Regions from separate parts of the Hordeum vulgare genome. Here region 2 is linked to region 1. A link is a contact called in public Hi-C data. All regions are on one chromosome and are shown on one strand. The core of a region is the stretch at or near the end of the contact, and the rest is flanking DNA. Distances in the headings are between cores, read along the strand shown. Region 1 has its middle 32 kb from the start of LOC123442809. Region 2 has its middle 110 kb from the start of LOC123442811.

Region 1 (2,793 bases), core at 192-2,691:
TGTATCTAGTTATGTTTGTGTTAGATACATCCGTATCTAGACAAATCTTAGACAATAATTTTGGGAAGTAATATTTCTAAACTATGTTTCTCTAAATATGCTGGCATTTGATATGGTTCATGCAGAGAGCCTTTGACTCGAGTCAGAACCTGATGGCGGGTACTCACCTAAGCTTCGTTGAAGATACCTCCATCAGTTTCCAATGCAGTGTGGGTCGCCGGTCATTGTTAGCCCTTTCCACCAGCATCTCAAAGGGTTGTTGTAGGTTAGTCTGAGCTTTCTGGGATATGATCCCACAATCTTCTTGGTGGCTACATTACATCTTTCAGGCTGCAGGTACAGTCTAATCAACTCCTCTTACACTTGAAAAGCAAAGAAAATCTGGTGCTGCTCTATCACTATGCAAATGATCAAATATAAAACTAATAACTAAAAATGATTCTCATTCTTGCTGAAAGACCCCAGCACAAAAGCACCGCATTTGATTCTTAAATCCTCTTTTCCTTTTAAAGTATTGTATTGACTTTTTATTTGATGGAATCTGTCCTAAGAACTTACCAGCGTTTCCAAAAATAGAAAAGGAACTAACCGCAGAAAGGCTAGCAGTAGTACCATCTCTTTTGTATGTCCATTGCATTTAGCCTTTCCCCATGATGGATGTCACTCGTTCACAATTTGCTACTGCTCTGCCTACGACTTTTAAGAATATGTCTCGAGTAGCTTGCAGGATACAGTTAGAAATGGTAATTTTGGAAGGTTGTAACTGTTCCCCGGAAGGTGAATAAAAAAACTATATAGAAATAAAAGATTGAATAGAGAATGTCAAATCTAAAGACAACAGCGAGCTAGCTAGGTGTCACTTTTGCACGTTGGTAGCTTCCATCTAGGCACACAACTCTTGTACGGACGAGCGAGATAAAGGAGCCCCCGGCGGAATCAATATCCCCCCGTTGTTCGTTCCATGGCCGCTAATAAATCGACATGCTAGTGCGCCCCTTCCACCCACCCAAAGGCCTTTGGCAGATCGTCTAGCAGTGCCGTTAAAACCTTCCATTGCTTTCACGCGGATTCTCTTATCTCCATGGATGGATCTCCCTTCCTTTATATATTTGTGATCAGATATGCTGTCAAGTGCATGCAGCCGCGCGGCCACGGCCACGGCCACGGCCTGCAAACAAACGTCTTTGCCTGGATGTTTCCATGAAGGAACCAATTGGATGTCTCAGGAAACCTTTGCTTTGCTTACGCTTTTTCTTGAGTATGATATCCATGGCCATGGGGCTGTACCCGTTAGCAGATTCTGCCAAACAATCTTAATAATTATTATCAAAGTCGTGTCCTTTCGCTATCGCTTTATTTTATCCCCTCGAGTATAACATGAGCCTATCATAGCGCCCGGCCCCAAAGCCAACCAATCACATGGCTGCGAGTCCAATGTATTGCCAGCAGATCGCTGAAAGGTGCAATAATTTATCCTCTTGTGGTGGCTATGAAGGGTTTGTACACTGTGCTATGGTGATTATGCTTTATAGCAAACCAGATACACTACTTCAGCGGGGAACTTACAATCGAAGCACATGCATTATTTTTTACAAAAATCATCAATATATTCTTGGATTTGGTCCAAGTTTAACCTGCTGAAAAAGGATATATATGGACGGACGCATGAAGATGCGTTGGGCCAGTTTATTATAAGCAGCGCAAAAATCAACATTCTTGTGTTTCCCTGCGAGTGATTAAACTGGACAAGGGGTCTTTAAATATATCCTCCTTGATATGCCGGTCACGTAATCAATCTCGACTTGCATGCGATAGGCCAACACAGAAACTGATGGACAGGAACAGCTCTCCGGCTCCACACTCTCACAGGGGGCCAGATGCAGCCAAGGGTAATGCGTATAATTATAATGAAACTGGCGTCAGATGATCATGTCACGGCCGGGGATGATCGGCCCCAATAATCAAAGCGCAGCGGAAACACGGTGCATGTGCCTCGACAATCAACGTGGGACTCTGCAGGCACAGGCCAGTGATTCTATATTTGGCAACTATTATCCCTGCTTGTTTGCGCCACACCAGATAGCAAAACAGACGTTGATCCTGTGATCGACAAGGGTTTGAAAGACGGGAGGCTGACGCAACGAGGCAGCGCTGATAAAAAACAGCTGGGCAGCCCCACCCCACCCCACCCATGGCGATGGGGCCAGAGAGACACAGTGCAGGATTCTCTATTCCGTCGACAAAGTACGGGTTCCATGCACGCCCGTGGCACCGCGACCCTTCCCAGGTTCCGCCCCTCGTGACCAGAATTCAAAGGGACTGTGCCTCCCCACAGTGCGGTGCAACCTCGCCTCTGTGCCGCGAGGACCCATGAGCTGATCCATCCATCCATGCTTTCTTTCCCCCACCCCCACCCCACGCCGCTTACTAGTACTACTACTACCGTCTTTGATCTTCAGGCCAACTCTCACGTTAGAGCATTCTAGCAAACCTGGTAAATGAGCCACCCATAAAATGCGTTTACAGTCCGTTGCAAATTAATTTTGTGGGGCGAATTTGTACGTTAAAGATCTGACCCCGTATATGAAACTGTAGAATTTAAAAAAAAATGTTCGCGGATGAAACTTGCAAAGACATGCATGAAACTACATCATGGTTCTTCATCAAACTACACCATTCTTCATCAGGAAACTACATCAGTTCTTCATACTACTAGGTAAGGGGGGAGGGAGGTGACGACGCGGCGGAGGAGCCAGAGGAGCTCAGTCCTCGTTCGAGTCGGTGTCGAGGTCG
Region 2 (2,793 bases), core at 105-2,604, 400 kb after region 1:
ATTGGACGTAAATTTTCAAATTGCTCAGATAAAAAAAATATGTTTGAACTGGAGAGATATCCCATCTTAACTCTGCCTGTTGTTGGGTCCGATGACTGATCATCAATGGATGAAATGAAGCTACAGGGGCTACTATAGATCGTGTCGTCGATGGAGTAGGCCCTAGCCGCAGGTAGCTGTAGTACGCAGTAGCCCGGTAGTCGACCGGGGTAGGCTTACACGTACAGTGCACATGCCGGGGGTACATGCTAAGCTAAGCTAAGCTATGGTAGCTCTCTTCTTTTAGGACATGCACATGGATATGTAGCCGTCACATCCACCGGCCGGACACACTGTTGCCTCTCCGCCATAGCAACCGCACCGCATGTCCTTGCGACGCTCTCCAAATTACCACTGTTCCCCTCATGCCTTGACACCAGCCTACTACAGCAAGCAAGCAAGCCTCTGTTCAGAGCTGCCTCTCCTGCATGCCCTTCTCCCAGTTCCAAAAGGCGCGTGTTTAGCTGCGGCCGGTTTGACCGCGGATTCTTACGCCCAGCTGCCATGCATGCATCATGATATACGTACAATCGCGCATGCATGCGCCCGTCGTCCAATGTGAAAGAACGGGAAAGTATACTTGAAAGAGGGAGGGGTACGGCCTAAACCTAGGTCTGGTATGGCTACGAAGCAAGAGCATGCAAGGCTTTGGCTTGTCGCGTTGCGGTACGTATAGCAAGGCAGGCAGGAAAGGCGCTGCTAACAGTTTCTTTGACTGGTGGTGTGGTGGTTACTGGTTTAGTAAGCCTTGTCACTTCGCTTCAAATAGTGTGGGCTAAAGCTCTAAAGCGCGCTACCTAGCTGCATGCCTGCTCAAGTGTGAAGTGTCAAAGGGCTTTCAGGTCGTTTCCGATCGATCGAATTCTCGAGAAAGGATACCTACTAGGAGTACAAGCCTACAATGTTACCACTAGCGTCCGTGTGAATGCATGAACTTTGGACCGGAACCAACTCAGATTACATGCATGCATGTTGCATATTCTCCCTCCGTTTCTAAATATAAGTCTTTTAAGAGATTTCACTAAGGATCTACATACGGAGCAAAATGAGTGAATCAACACTTTAAAGTATGTCTATATATATATTCGTATGTAGTCCTCTAGTGAAACCTTCAAAAAGACTTATATTTAGGAACGGAGAGAGTATACTCCAACTTGAGGTAGGGAAAAGGTTTCATGTTTTCTTTTGCGTTCATGTACTCGGTTTTTTTTTCTTCCTTTACGCTGTGCTCAGAAACATTTGAGACCGGGCTCCCACAACTCTCTTCTGGGCCCTCCTTTTCGTGTTCGTTCTTTTGGGCCGTCTGAGGACACTTGCTTGACATAAGGCGCCTGCGCATTGGGCCTGATGGGCTACAGACCTTAGGTTAGAGCGCTCCCTTTGCAAAAGGCCAATACACCATTGTCTGTTCTCAAAAAAAAAAGCCCACCATTTTCTCAAAAAAGAAGACCTACACAATACACCAGCGACCAACCGAGGGTTCGTCTAGGAGCCGCAGCTGCAGCTGCAACCATCCTCAGGAATTTTTGATTCCATCGCCTCAGTCTGCCATTGGTGTTGAGAGGTGAGGGAACCTCGCATCTTCAAGAGTTCTATGATTATTATTATCGTCTAGTGATCATAGTTTTATGTGCGAATAAATTTACACTCGTTCTTTGACGGTGCCATGAGATTTAAGGATCTGGTGAGTTTATGTTGGTGTGTCAAACTTTTTTTCTATTGGTTTGATTCTTTGTGGAGTTAAAACCTTTCAACGATATCATGGTGAAGATATTGTGATCCGACAACCTACTCTTCTAGGGGATCATCCCTGGCTCAAGTACGTTCATCGATCAAGGTTTCACATCTTTTTGGATCGGCGAGTGAAGACGCTTTCAAAAACCCTTATTGGTAATGTCCGTCCGTGCGAAAGAGTGACAACGTTGTTGCTCCAGTACAATTACAACATCCTTATCGAAGTCTTTGGAGTATTTCTTCTAACAACGATTGATACCGCAAAGAAGGTGTTTCTAAGAGATTTCATGGTAATTCTTAGTCATAGGAGTTACTTTGTATTTGACTGGATTTTAGATACAAATTAGTGTACCTGTAATAGTTACGAGTATGAATAAAACTACAATTGTTTTAAAAAAAACCGGGGAGCGGCTATGTCTCGTTAAGAGCAACTAATTAAGCGATACCCCTAGCGGGAGCCCTGGAAGGGTCACTTTTGGAAGGTTGAGAACACAGTGTGCTCTCAGCTACCGCCACCCGTCACTTGCTAAATGCTTTCTTAGGATTATTGTTTCTATATGCGTTTTTGGGGTTTAGATGGTTTTCGGGGTTTTTGGCCTTTTGGTCTTCGCCCAATTTTACCAAGATTTTATAGGAAAAAATATAAAACAAAATTGAGCGAAAAATCCCATTTTTTCACGGGAGGCACAATGTTGCATCTCATGAACACAAAAAATTGGTTCCACGACAGGCACACTTGTCCTCTCAAAAAAAAGGAAAAAAGTATTTTTTTTTCTTTCACGAGAGGCAAAGTTGTGCATCTCGGAAAGAGAAAAAAGTCTGGGGTTTTTCTTCCACGAGAAGCACGAATTTGCTTCTCGTGGAGGCACAAGTTTGCTTTCATGAGTTGTGTCTCTCAAAAAAGAAAAAATATGTATTTTGTTACATAAAAGGCATGGATTTGCTGCTCCTGGAGGCACACATTTTCTTCTGCAAGAAGCACAGCTATGCCTCTCGGAAAGGGAAAACAATTAGAGAAAA

What was found. A called contact is a pair of places that touch in the nucleus more often than the background predicts.
Region 2: a Hi-C map of seedling shows a contact between it and region 1, with 4 times the contacts expected there. The contact joins two enhancer-like sites. A contact is called at or near these places in 3 of 6 Hi-C or Micro-C datasets (leaf and seedling).

Annotation. Positions count from the first base shown.
Region 1 is chr3H:33,575,145-33,577,937 of MorexV3_pseudomolecules_assembly, forward strand. No RefSeq gene overlaps it. Among protein-coding and RNA genes, the nearest start is that of LOC123442809, 32 kb to the left of the region's middle. Within about 2 kb of position 1,442, at least 3 of the 3 cell types and tissues checked have open chromatin away from gene starts, as enhancers often do. A contact at or near this core is called in leaf and seedling, where this site is marked.
Region 2 is chr3H:33,971,472-33,974,264 of MorexV3_pseudomolecules_assembly, forward strand. No RefSeq gene overlaps it. Among protein-coding and RNA genes, the nearest start is that of LOC123442811, 110 kb to the right of the region's middle. Within about 2 kb of position 1,355, at least 3 of the 3 cell types and tissues checked have open chromatin away from gene starts, as enhancers often do. A contact at or near this core is called in leaf and seedling, where this site is marked.